2 separate regions of the Mus musculus genome follow, and region 1 is linked to region 2. Evidence: chromatin contacts called from public Hi-C data. All regions are on one chromosome and are shown on one strand. Each heading gives the region's core, a stretch centred on a gene start, on an enhancer-like site or on the middle of the called end of the contact. The rest is flanking DNA. Distances are from core to core; before and after follow the strand shown. Region 1 overlaps Coro2b (coronin, actin binding protein, 2B). Region 2 has its middle 12 kb from the start of Gm35227.

The links. A called contact is a pair of places that touch in the nucleus more often than the background predicts.
Region 1: a contact with region 2 is called in a Hi-C map of cerebellum, with 2.2 times the contacts expected there. The contact joins two enhancer-like sites. A contact is called at or near these places in 1 of 484 Hi-C or Micro-C datasets (cerebellum) and 1 of 9 other capture datasets (embryonic stem cells).

Annotation. Positions count from the first base shown.
Region 1 is chr9:62,473,665-62,480,500 of GRCm38.p6, reverse strand. All of the region lies in intron 2 of Coro2b (coronin, actin binding protein, 2B), which reads left to right. Among named protein-coding and RNA genes, the nearest start is that of Coro2b, 60 kb to the left of the region's middle. Within about 2 kb of position 3,215, at least 95 of the 459 cell types and tissues checked have an H3K27ac peak or open chromatin away from gene starts, as enhancers often do. A contact at or near this core is called in cerebellum, where this site is marked.
Region 2 is chr9:62,151,082-62,157,943 of GRCm38.p6, reverse strand. No RefSeq gene overlaps it. Among named protein-coding and RNA genes, the nearest start is that of Gm35227, 12 kb to the left of the region's middle. Within about 2 kb of position 4,408, at least 22 of the 459 cell types and tissues checked have an H3K27ac peak or open chromatin away from gene starts, as enhancers often do. A contact at or near this core is called in cerebellum, where this site is marked.

The sequences.
Region 1 (6,836 bases), core at 1,966-4,465, 320 kb before region 2:
GTTTCTCAGTGTGTCATGATGATTAAATGAAACGTCTGACACCCAGTCTGCCGCACGGCGCGTGCTCAATAACCAGGAGCTACCGAGATGCAAAGACTTCTGCTCATCCCCTCTCCCAGCCATGGCCACTGAGCTTTGGTGGGGTTTGAAGCCAGGAAAGGGGAGGCCTGACTGGAACTGTCCCCAAGTATCTCTGTCCATGGGAACTCACCGCCCAGAGAAGCATACATACACGCGAATCCATTTTTGTCCCAAGGGGGATTGCAGAGAGGGAGTTAAGGGGTCCAAGGTCATGGCTGCCATGGCTGGATGCTGGAAATGGAAAGTTTGAGGAGCCTGGTGGTGCCCCTGCAGGGTGAGCTTCTTTGAGGAGTGGCTGCCTGGTCGCCTGGCTTACAAGGTTAGGGCACAGAAGGGCTTTAGTGCAGTCTCTGGGTGCAGTCCTCAGGCCTGTGCTTCCATCCTATTGCAAGATAAACTCCGGGTGGGTGGGAGAAAAGGGGTGGGGTCAGGGCCTCTCAGAACCTGCACATGGCAGCCAATCCTGAATCTGACCTGAGTTGGAGATTCTCTGTTCTGAGATGGCCTGATGCCGCCGCAGGATCCTCCCTGTGCACCTCACTGAGTCCCAGTCTGACCCCCCAAGAGGTGTGTGGTCTTGAAGAGTGCATGGAACACCTGGGCACTCCCTGTCTCCTTTCCAGGAATTCTGTCCTTGATCCCTTCTGAGAATTCCATGTCCCTCTACAAAGGTGTTAGAGAGGACGGTATCTTCTCCAGGGAGCATGCACTAGGCTAAGGTCAGGAGTCCCAAAGGAGTTGCTGACGAAATTCCAGATAGCAGTGAATTGTGCCACCTGGGCGGCCATCCCCAGCCCCTGGAAGAGAGAGACAGAGAACATGCACGCACACAGACTCACCACCCACTCCACCTGAGCCTCAGCGGCCCCAGTTCCTCATCCCAGAGTTTCAAGGAACGAAAGTGACATAGGCTTTACACGGGTGGGGTGGAAACTGAATATCTTCCCAGGGCCCCATGGGCCCTGAGGCCTCAGCAAGACTTCTACCCTGTTCCTTCCCTGTCAGGGAACAATAGTTGCCTGTGTGCCTCTCCTGAGAACACCCAGGCCAGGGCTAGCCTGGGGGCACTTTCCATTTCTGGATGTCCCTCTTCAGGCCCCTGCCCCCACTTCCATCCCAAGGCTTTTAAAGTTATCCTGACTTGTGGGGGGAGAAGAATGGGTCAGGGCATCCACAGACTCTCAAAATAAATGCTTGCTCTGAGCCATCCGCTTTCTCTCTAGATTCTCCTCTGCCCCCTCCCAGTTGTACTCATCAAAGACCTTGATTTTTAGTTGCTAAGCAACTTGTGCCTAAATTTCCAAGTGGGTCTTCAGGTGAATACAGGAGGAAGAAGACGAGGAAAAAATGTTTAAAATGATACAGCTTATGTGAAGATGCCAAGGCCCTGAGAAGGTGGGAGACTTGATGGAGGTTGCACAGCTAGTTAGTGTATGTGAGAGTAAGTGTGTGTGTGTGTGGGGGGGGGCAGATGTTGATACCAGGTATCTTCCTCAACTCCTCTCTACTATATGTATATAGAAATGGGGAGAGGCATGTCTCTTACTTAACCTGGAGCTAGGCTAGACCGGCTGGCACAGGCTAGACCGGCAAGCACAGGCAGTCTCCTGTTTCTGCCTCTCTAGCCTGAGGCTTCGGGTGCTCACCACCACTTCCAATAGTCACATGGGGCTTGAACTCGGGTTCTTATGTTTTATGAACTCACTCATTTCCCTAGCCCCTGGCCTTTACTATGAGAGGCACCCAGGTGGCACCAGCACTCCGGGGACCTTTCTTATTAAAGTGCCATCTGCCTCAATAGGAAGGATTGGGATGTGCACAGTGGGAATCAGGCATAGACCCTTTGGCATTCTAAAGAAGTTGCAGAGCTTTCCATAGAACAAAGTTGAAAGAGCATAAACCAGACGAACAGAAGGAAAGAAACAGGCTCCATTCAAGAAGCCATTATATGTGTACCAGCCCAACGAACATACAAGGTAGACCTTTCACTGTGGTACGCTAAAGAAATTCAAATGATCGGTAAGAGGCAGGGGCAGGGGGCTGGAGAGAGGGCTCGGTGGTTAAGAGCACCGACTGCTCTTCCGAAGGTCCTGAGTTCAAAGCCCAGCAACCACATGGTGGCTCACAGCCATCTGTAATGAGATCTGACGCCCTCTTCTGGTGTATCTGAAGACAGCTACAGTGTAGTTAGATATAATAATAAATAAATCTTAAAAAAAAAAAAAAAAAAAAAAGAGGCAGGGGCATAGCTCAGTGGTAAAGTGCTTGCCAGGCCTGGTGTTTGTGGGGCCTTGGGTCCAATCACTAACACTAACACTAACACTGACAATGAGAGAGAGAGAGAGAGAGAGAGAGAGAGAGAGAGAGAGAGAGAGAGAGAGAGAGAGAGAATAAACAGTATTTTGAAGCCATAGCAGAATATGACCTGAATATTTTATGCTGCCTACCAATGGAACTGTCACAGCCTCTGCCAATCTCAGAGGGTTGTTTCTATATTTATAAATAAAAATGTATGAGACTTCAGGGCTATGCTTAAGAAAACATACCTTCGATTTTCCTCAGAAAACTCATTGGTGTTAATGAGTTTGTTGACCCACCCAAGTTAAATGCCCCAGAAACAATCTCAGATAGGACATCCCTCAATAACAGAGACTGCCAGAGATGCCCTAGATGAAGGATTGTGGGAAGGTAGCATGGATGGTCTCAGTGCCCCACACCCCAGACGTGTCCCAAAATGCAGAGCTGACTGGCAGTCAGAAAGCCTGACTTTTCTCTCGGGTTCTTTGGAGCCTTGGGTGAGTCCTTTATCCCTCTGGGCTTCAATTTCCCTCTCTATAGAGTGAGTGCGGTGGTCCTCCAGGGTCTCACTGGCTCTGTCTTCTGTAGAGTGAGTGCGGTGGTCCTCCAGGGTCTCGCTAGCTCTGACATCCTGGAAATCTGCGTTTCTCCTTCCCGGAGAGCCGAAGCCCAGAAGCATGAGAAGCATGGGTGTTTGCGCACCCTGGACCGATGAGTAGGAACAGCTGGGGCCAGGCTGGCTGGCTCCCAATTGTTCAAGGGAATGGAGGAGGGCTAGATAGGGACCTCTCCAAAGTGACAGCTGGGTGAGCCTGGCTGGGGGCCTGGGCCACGCCTGCCATCTGGGCCTCCTTCCTGCCTTCCCTGCAGGGCGGTGGGGGTGTGGACCAGGCCAGGGCCAGACTGCAGCCTGGAGGAGGGGAGTGCCAGTCTGCTGGCTTGAGGATGTTAACTCTGTCATCCAGGTCTTATACAATTCTGGAGAGGAAGGGACCCGCCATCCCAGGTCCAGTTAGGCCACTTGGTCAGTGGGTAACTTCCGGATATTGATCATCTCCTTCCACTGTGTGGGTTCCACTCCAGGAATCTAACTCAAGTCTTCAGGCCTGGCTGTAAGTGTGTTTACTGACTCTGAGTCTTCTCTTTGCACAGCCCTTCCCCACCAGCATCTGCAGGCAGAAGCGCCGCCACCTGGAACCCTGGCTACTCACACACAGCCCTGGTTTCCAGATGCAGAGCCTTCTTCATGTAGCTTAATCCTCAAAAGCAAAGCACTCAGATCCTCCATGGGAAGGTTTCCCCAAGGTTTACACACACACACACACACACACACACACACACACACACACACAGAGAGAGAGAGAGAGAGAGAGAGAGAGAGACAGAGAGAGAGAGACAGAGAGAGAGAGACAGAGAGACAGAGACAGAGAGACAGAGACAGAGTTTTTTTTGTTTTTTTTTTTACTTACAATAGCTTAACTTAAGTTTTTTTTTTTTTTTTTTTTTTTTTTTTTTTGGATGTGTGGGCTGGCAAGTTAGCTCAGCAAGTAAAAGGGCTTGTCCCCAAACACCTGACAACTTGAGTTCAATCCCTGGGACCCATATGGTGGAAGGAGAGGACTGATTCCTGAAAGCCGTCCTCTGACATCACACTGTGGCATAGGTGTCCACATCACACAAAGTAAACAAACAAATAAATGGGAAAACAAGTAAGATTTTTTTTAACTTCATGTGCTCAGAGGAACCTCTACTCCAGGGTTGGAATTCTGAGCTTTCTCTGTTTTGTTTTGGTTTTTTATTTTATTTATTTGGTTTTTCGAGACAGTGATTCTCTGTATAGCCCTGGCTGTCCTGGAACTTACTTTGTAGACCAGGCTGGCCTCGAACTCAGAAATCCGCCTGCCTCTGCCTCCCAAGTGCTGGGATTAAAAGCGTGCGCCACCACCACCTGGTGCTTTCTCTGTGAAGCAGGTCTATTGCTACTGCAGCCTGCATCTTGTGACCACCAAGGAGACTCCAGTGTAGCATGTGGCTAAGCTGTGATATTCAAGGGGTCAGCATGTTACTGTGTGGCTTATGATGGGATGTCTGGCATGAAGGGGCACCTGCACACATGAGCTCTTTTTACACAGACATCTTGTTCTCTCTGCATCTTGCCTTCCTTCTATATACACTTGGCTCTCTGGGTAATAGTACTGAGGGGTTAGGTTAGCTCAAGGTTTAAGTGAAGAAAAAAGGTGACTGGCCATATGACGGAACAACTTGCCAGGCTGATTCTTTTCCTTCTGGAGTATATTAAAAACTCTCCATATATCTCTTTTTAAAATAAGTTGTTATTTAGTATATGTGCATGTGGGCAGATGCACACCCGGATACAAAGTATAGAGGACAGAAGAGGATGTGGGTGTCCTGTATTCCCATTGTTCCTTTTATTCTCTTGAGACAGGGTCTTTCACTAAATTTGGGGCTAGGCTGGTAGCCAGCAAATTCCAGTCATCCTCCTGTCTCCATGCACACCCATACCACTGGGGTTACAGGCTTGTGTGTGGCCACATCTGGCTTTTTGCACAGGTGCTGAGGATTGGAACTCAGGTCCTCAGGCTTGCACAGCAACTTTTCCTACCCACTAAGCCAGCTCCCCTGACCCGTATACATTCCTTGTTTCATTTCATGCATTTGCCATTTGGTTGTCTTTTACTGCTGTGTCGGCTCATTGGTGGTTGCGTCTTTGAAAGCCGTGGGTAAAAGTCCACTAGTATTAATATGTTGCTGGATTTACTAATTGTTTATGGTAATTTTGTGTGGGTTTTTTTTTTTTTTTTGAGTTTTCTCTGGATCCTGGCATTTGCAAGTAGAGGCAGCTCTGCCGCTTCCCTAACTTTTATCATCTTTTTCTTTTCTAATTGCATCGGCTGGCGTCTCAAGCACTGTGGCGATGGCCTGTTCCTAACTTTGATTGCAATGCATTGTTTACCTATCAGGCATGGGTGAGAAAGATAGATATGTACCTCAACATTTTATCGTTGACGTTTCAAGCACACTGCAATGTCTGGAGGATTTTATAGTGAGCACCATCTAAATTCTACCTTATACAATTTTCCATACTTGTCAGTGCCAGTGTCAATGTGTTTGAAGACGGGCAGAGTTTTTTTTCAAAAATTATTATTAATTTATTTATTTTACTTGCATGAGGTGTGTGTGTGTGTGTGTGTGTGTGTGTGTGTGTGTGTGTGTGACTGTATGCATAAGGACATACTGTGTCAGAGGACAGCTGTGGAAACCCGTTCTCTCCTTTACTCCGTGGGTGAACCTTCATCTGTGTCATCTCATCTTCCCAGAGGTAGGGTCTTAAAGACAGTTTCCTTAGGGACATTTCCTGTGGTTGACCCAGTCCTGGCATGTGCTAAGTCATCAGGCTTCACTCAAATATGTGGGTACCAAGTGAGGCTGTGGGGAGCTTAGTGCTTCGCTCTGGGAATGGGAGGTATGTTGTGTCAGAAGTAGAGCCTGGGCTTCAGACAAGATGGCGTGAAATAATAATATTCAGGGGACAGGGGATGAGGAAACCTTCCCCCTCTCTGAAGTATTCTGAGCTTCTGCACAGCTGGGGCTAGGAGACTTGGGGAGTGGGCATGGAACATTCCAGAAACTCAGCCCTCTCTGCCTGGGCAGCTGGTGGGAACTTCCTGTCTTCACTTGCTTCCCTTCCCCTGTGACTCCCCAGCTGATTCTCTTGGCAAAATCCCAAAGACAAGGAAGTGGCCTGAGGGTCTTCCAGCCTCTCTTAGTGAACTTGCCATGACTTGTGTGTGTGTGTGTGTGTGTGTGTGTGTGTGTGTGTGTGCAGCTATGGAGTAAGGGTGTTAGTGCTGGAGGAGGATGACGATACAGGTGAGCTTTGTGTCTCTCCCAGCCCTGTGATGGACAAGCAGCCTCACAGTTGTTCCAACTTCTTGACACTGAGACACCATGTTGGCATCTAAAAAGTTCACATTCAAAGGGTTGCCCAATTGAGTTGTGTAAAAAAATAAAATCATGCCGGGCAGTGGTGGTGCACGCCTTTAATCCCAGTACTTAGGAGGAAGAGGCCAGGCAGATTTCTGAGTTCATAGCCAGCCTGATCTACAGAGCCGGTTCTAGAACAGCCAGGGCTGCACAGTGAAACCCTCTCTCAGAAAAACCCAGAGACAGACACACACGTGCACACACACACACACACACACACACACACACACACACACGCAGATACATAGAGAGGGTGATTGGTAGGTAAGTGAGTATGTAGGTGGATGAGTGGATGGATGGATAAGAACACACACAGGTTTTACTCAGGATGGGGTGTAGTGATCTTACTACCAGAAACTACAACAGGGCTGTGGTTATGGCTGAATTGTTGGCTCTCAACTCTTGCTCCCCAGAGGGAAACGATAGCCTTCTCGGCTGAGAAGAACACTGCC
Region 2 (6,862 bases), core at 3,159-5,658:
AGTCAAAGCTGCTGGCGACACCATGTAGTCCTTCCTACTCCAGGATTGGAGTGGGTGACCCTCTGTTAGAACACACCCTTTATGTTCTCCCTCTCCCTCCTTCCCCCTCTCTGTCTCTCTCAGTTTCTCTCTTTCTGTCTCTCTCTGTCTCTCTATTTTCCCCTCCCTCCCTACCTTCCCTCTTCCTCCTCTTCCTTCCCTCCCCACTTCTTTCCCTCCCTCCCAGAATCAAGCCACACCCCTGCAGTTCTCCTCTGGAACAGAGTTGGTGATCAAAGGTGGCACTGTGAATTTGAAGCCCCTCCCTTGTCCCCTTACAGCTTCCAGGTAAGTTCTTGGTCTCAGCTAGTGGCTGCCTCTGTGAACTGCTTGGCTCATAGGCCAGGTCAGGCTAGGTCATATGGTACAAAACTTACTTCACCCACCCATTTACTGAAAACCTGTAAGACAGAAACTCCCTTTGTTCTGGAGGGTCTGAGGGAAATGAGGGCCCAGAGGCTCCGTATCACTCCTTCAAGGCCCCTCACTGTTGCCCACGATCCTGATGCTGTACCCGTTCTAATATTCTGAGACTAGAAAGGCGGGCTCTTTCTCCCCTCAGTCTCACCTTGGCTGCCTACGGCCATGACACTACCTATTGCTCTCCCACTCCAGGGCCTCATGACGGACAGCTGTGGTGGTAAGTTTAAAACACCCCTGGTAGTTTTTCTGAAGGCTGCTTTCATGTCAGTCCCTCCCAATGAACCTGCAGTCTTTCTTCACTCCTAACATCTCCAATGGACTTACTGAGCATGGCAGCCAAGTACGTTCTTTGAAGCGGTGTACTGCTGGCTGGCTACCTGGTGCCCGCTCGCTCAGTGGTGCCCCTCCCAGAGGCTATGCCCGTATCCTGACTCTCAAAGCCTATCAGTATGAATTGATTTACAATAAAAGTTTATGTAGTTTGAATATAAAATGCTCATGTACAAAAGAAAATTAACTTCCCTCCAAAGAAGGAGACCCTTCTAATCTTTTTCTATAGCTAAAACCAGGAATTAGACATTAGCATAGGAAGGGGACTCACATTTGGGGGGCCATGGAGACTCTGACCATGGGGATGTTCTGTACCGTTCTGGTCCCCCAGCCAAAGACAACTCTCGGTACACTCTAGCCCAAATAACCCTGCCCCGTACCCAGTTAAACCTGTGCCCTTTGCCCTACTTCACCATGACAATTCACTAATCTGTCTTGACACCCTGGTCTAGATGATCCTGAGGAGTCTCAATTTCTCCAGGGGCTGACAGAGGGGGAAACAGAATCTCAGCACTACTGCAGGAACCCCAAATACAGCAAGTCACAGAGGTCATCCCAATCTGCCATCTCGGCCACAGTGCAGCTAAATTACTGTTCAGTGAGGGGAGGCACGATAGCCTGACACCTCTAGATCTGAGAATAGAGGGGAAACCTGGAAATGAAAGAAAACAGCATTATTAGGAAGCTTTGGTCGGCATTTCACTTGTCCCTATCCTAATGTCTCTAGGAAACCAGACGAAGACAAGTTTTCCTTACAGGAACAGGCAGGCGTGTTCGTTACCATCTACCCACCCTCCATGGTATACCCCATCTTCTTCCAAAAAGTATTCATGGCAGGTATAGCTAGGCAAAAGCTATTGTTTTTAGCGATTAAAAAGGAATAAAGATATTTAATCTTTTAGTATGTTGATGGGGGTGGGGAGAAAGAGGAGTAAGACGAGAGGAGACTTGCTAGAATGACACACAGCTGAGACAGAGATGGAAGAGAGAGGGAGGGGAGGGGGGAGGACAGGAAAGGACAGAACCTTTATAGCACAAGTCCATTTATTAAGCAAACGACCTTTCCCTCTTCCTCTGCTATGCTCTCGAAAGGCCTCTGCTGAGCAGTATCGATTGGAGAGCTGGCCACAGTCCCTGCCTGGCAGAATCCATCAAGGCAATACCTGCTTTCAAAGAAGATGGCTCTCTGGTGCTGATGGATCAGGATCCAGCTGGTTCCTTACAAGGCAGTTTGGATTGTCACATGCCCCATGGAAAGGGATCTGCAGGCTGCTTTTTCTTTGATCTTATTCAGGAGGCTGAGCCTAAAAGCTTTTGAGGGGGAAAAAGCTCAAGATCACCTAAGCTACGTAGTAGATTATAGGTTAGCCTGGTCTACAAGCAAGACCCCCATCCTCACCCGCCCACCTCAAAAAGCAGGCAACGAATTAAAAAGATTAAAAATAATAAGAGAGCTAGGAAGATGGTTCCGTGGGGGAAAACATTTGCTAGGCAAACACAAGAACCTGACTCTGACTTCCCAGAACCCACACAGAGCTGAACATGCGAGCTTGCATTTGTAATCCCAGAGCTCCTACGCTGGGAAGGGAAGCTAACCAGGAAGCTGAGACTGGATATTTCCCAGAAACTCTCAGCCGGCTAGCTCCTCAGCCTCACTGACAAACTTGTAAGAGGCCCTGTATCAAATAAGGGGGAAGGCTCTTCATATGTGACTTGGCACATGTGTGCCCATACACAAACACACCACACACAGGCAGGCAGGCAGACAGACAGACAGACAGACACACACACACCATGTATACCACAACATGCATACATACTCGAAAATAAAAGAAGCTGGGATGAGAGCTTTGGGACTTTACTTTTGCTTCCTCTTAGATGCTTCTGCACTAGGACCAAGCTCACTGTTCTGGGGACAGCCCTGGAATCCTGACCAGGCCCACTATTCTGCAGATGGCCCTGAAATCCTACCCTGACCTCATGGGGTGAACTGTAGATCAGCCAGCCAGCCAATCAGTTGACGAACGGGCCTGTATTGAGTACTTGAGTTGTTCTGAGGAAGTGCTCGAATGCTGCCCTCGAGGTTGTTTCGAGGGAGAAAATGTCATTGTGCATTTAAAAAGAGCCACTCTTGACAGCAGACCATGGCTTTAAACAGCAAAGGAAAGTGGAACAGAACATCGGAGGTTTAGGTGACTACCCTTATTAGGAAAGAACTGGCCAGGTGATAGCCCGAGCAAAGCCACTTAGCCATAGAACTGAGCTATCAAGGCAGTAGCCTGGTCCAAGAGCCACATCTGCCATGAGCACAGGCAGCCAGCATACAAAGAAGACACCTAGAGCTGTGACTTGCTGCTTAGGCTTACAAGCGTCCCCTGTGAATTGCTAGTGCTCCAGCCCACTTGGGAAGTTGGTGTGTTTGCAAGGTCTTCCTGGCTGCCTGCCTACTCTGTCCCTATTGGGATGATAGCACAAAGGAATTGTTTTGCTTCTGAGCTGGTGGTCTCCAGGAAGTTTTATGTGTGTATATAGTTAGCCACAGGGCATCGATTCTTTCTTGGCTAATACAAAGGCAGACAGTTTTATGCTGAGCTGATCAGTGACCAGTCCGAGACTGCTTTTCATCCATACATGAGAAATCAATTAGTCATTCTGCACCCACAGAGGGGAGGAACAGGAGAGTGACCCCAAGCAATTCCCAGGAGACGCTTGTAAGCCTAAGCAGCAAGTGAGGGAGTCACGGATCTCACTTCTGGGGAAGGCTTATGCAGTGTAGACACTCAACCTGCAAAACAACCCTTGTGGGTTACTGTTATTATCACCACATTCTATGTTATGATACATCCCCTGTCTTCTTTAGGGAAGATACACAATTTCTGGGGCTGGGGAGATGGCTCACTTGGGGAAGTGTTTGCATGAGTAAACACGTGTAAATGTGAGGACCCGATTTTGATCCCCAGAGCCTATATTAAAAGCCAGGCACAGTAGCATACATTTGTGATCCCAGTGCTGGAGAGGCAGAGACAGGAGGACCTTGGGGTCTGCTGGCCAATTAATCTAGCTATATCAGAAAGCTCCAGGTTTACTAAGAGTCCCTGTCGCAATATATAGGGTGGAAAGTGATCAGAGGGGATACATGACTTGACTTCTGGCCCCCACACGCATATGCATCTCTATCTCTATCTCTATCTCTATCTCTATCTCTATCTCTATCTCTATCTCTATCTCCATTGTCCTGTTTCTCTTTTGCTGCTCAAGGGCATGGGATGAGGCTCAGGCTCCTCATCTGTAAAATAGGAGCTGGGATTGAGGAACGGAGAAGGCTTTCTTCAGTCTCTTGGATTTGGTGATTCCTCTCATGGCCTTGACCTTGGCTTCTAGGGCCTAAGCTGGCTGCTCAGATCTTGTTCTCTCATTAGTCCTTATGTTAGCAGGCACTAGCTCAAAGACTACCCAACGCTGGGCTCTCCCACCCTGCCTCAGGGCCATCTTGAGCATCTGCCATCACTTCCTGCTTCTTGGCATGCACCGGGCACAAGGGGTGCCACCCTGTGGTGCCCGGCCAAAAGGCCAGAGCAGGGCAGATGGCAAACAGAGCTGTCACTCGCCACCCTCGTGTTGGCTGAAGTCTTGCTGGGCTGGCATCCACCCTGCCACTCAGTTCTGCCAAATGGCCTTTACAGACGGAGCCCTGACAAGAGAATATAGTTTCTGTTTCTCATGGCTTTTGATCTTCCAGCTGGATGAGGACGCCCAGCTCCTTCTCTGCTTCTAATGTTCTTGGGTATTGATTGCATCAGACACATGAGAGGCTTGATGGTATTCTACCCTGCTCCCGCTGGTCAGGAGGGCTGGATCCACAGTGGAGTCTAAGTCCAGGGCCAGGAGAGATTTAGCATGGCCACAGGGTATTGCGGGAATGTCGGGCTAGAGTCTGGATCTTTATCTTTTCCTGCTCATCTCTCTCAGAGATCATTCCGCAATAGAGGTGGGAATAAATGATCTCTGGGGGAAGTCCCACCTGCTGCCTCTGTCTCTGTCTGTCTATCTGTGTGTGTGTGTCTGTGTTTCTCTCTGTCTGTCTGTCTCTTTCTCTCTCTGTATGTCTGCCTCTCTGTATGTCTCTGTCTGTCTCTGTCTCTCTCTTTTCCTCTCTGCCTATCTATCTCTCTGTCTCTATCTCTGTCTCTTTCTGCCTGTGTCTCTCTGTCTGTCTCTCTCTTTCTCTGTCTGTCTGTCTTTCTTGTCTGTCTATCTCTATCTCTGTCTCTCTCTTTCTCTCTCTCTGCCTGTGTCTCTCTGTCTATCTCTGTCTCTCTGTCTCTCTCTGTGTGTGTTTGTGTGTATGTGTAGGTTAGAGGCCAACTTCAGTTGTCATTCTCAGGTGCCATCTGCCTTGTCTTTTGAACCAAGGGTCTCCTAGTGGCTCAGGGCTTGCTGCCCAGGCTGGGCTAGTGGAGTACCAAGCTCCAGGGAGCCACCCGTCTCCACTTCCCTGGCACTGGGTTTACAAGCACACACCACTATGCTTGATTTTTTTTTTTTTTTAATATATGGGTTCTGGGGAACTGAACTCAGGTCCTTCTCCTCATGCTTACGTGGCAAGCCCTTTACTAAGTTAGCTCCCCAGCCTTAAACAAAACTTTATTAGTACATGGCCATGCTTGCTGGTTGAAGCTGCACAATAAAGATGAATTGTTGCAACAGAGGCCACATGTGGCCTCCAAGACCTAAAATGTTTGGTATCTGGCCCTTTGGAGCAGAAGCCAGGCAAGACCTGCTCCCCATATCTCTTCGCTCAGTCACAGGGGTTATAGACATGCCTGCTGCTTTCTGTTTAGTTACAGCTGTTTAATAATACAGACCTTATAGGGTCAGGAGTGAGTCAGACCTCAGAAGTGTTGGGCCTGTGGTTTCCTTTACCTTGCATGCATGGCTAGAATGGCATGTGTCACCCTGGTGGGTCTGGGGCAGCATCCCACAATCAAATACATTTCTTTGTTTTAAAATCTATTTTTTTTTAGATTTCTTTTTTATTTTATATGTATGTCACATGTGGGTGCTGGGACCTGAACTCAAGTCCCTGCAAGAGCAGTGTGCGCTCTTAATTACTGAGCTATTCCTAAGCCTCACAGGATTTTTTTTCCTAGAGTGAGAGAAATGCTCCTACTTTATAAATAAAACCACGAGCAGATTCCCATAAATTTAGGCCAGTTTCTATGACAAAATGTATACATGTTGCATGAAAGGTGGTTTCCAAACGAGTTACATAGGCCACTTTGGAGACCTTAAGAACTTTAGACTAGAAGGCCATTTGGAATGGTCCTGTACGTTAGATGAGGAAGCAGAGGCTGGGAAGGTTCATGCTGAGGTTCTCTAGTTGGTAAAGAATGCGCTTAGACCCTCACTGAAACCTGATTTGCCTCTGAATTTATTTCCCAGCCCCCTAGAAGGCCCAAGTTTCATTCTATCCGCTCCCATGTCACCTTGCACAAAACTTCCCTGGGAAGGAAAACCTACACTTACCTCTAACCTTTCCAGGAGTTCTTTGCCTCAAAATCCAGTACTTAATTACCTGTTAACTGGTGAGATCATACCTCAGTGGTCTATTTGAGGATGGAGCCTGGGAATTCATCTTTTCTGGTCTTCTCCAAAGGGCTGAGTGCTCAGTCTCTGGTGATGATCCATTACTAACTACAGAAGGCATAAAGCAAAGGACTTGGGAGGTGGCTCAGTCTATAAGTACAGGCAAGAGGACCTGAGTGCCATCCCTAGCACCTGTGTAAAAGAACCAGATGTGGCAGCATGAGCCTGTGATCTCTGTCCTTGGGAGACAGACACAGGAGGGTCCCTGAGGGTTTGCTGTTAGCTAGTCTACTGAATTGGTGAGTTCTAGATTGAATGAGAGGCTCTGTCTAAGAAAAAAAAAAGCATGGGAAACAATTTAGAAGAACATCTGATGTCAACCTCTGGAACACACACACACACAGACTGGCAGACATAGATACGTAAACACAAACACACAGATACATATACATATACACACATATAGACAGACACATACACAGAC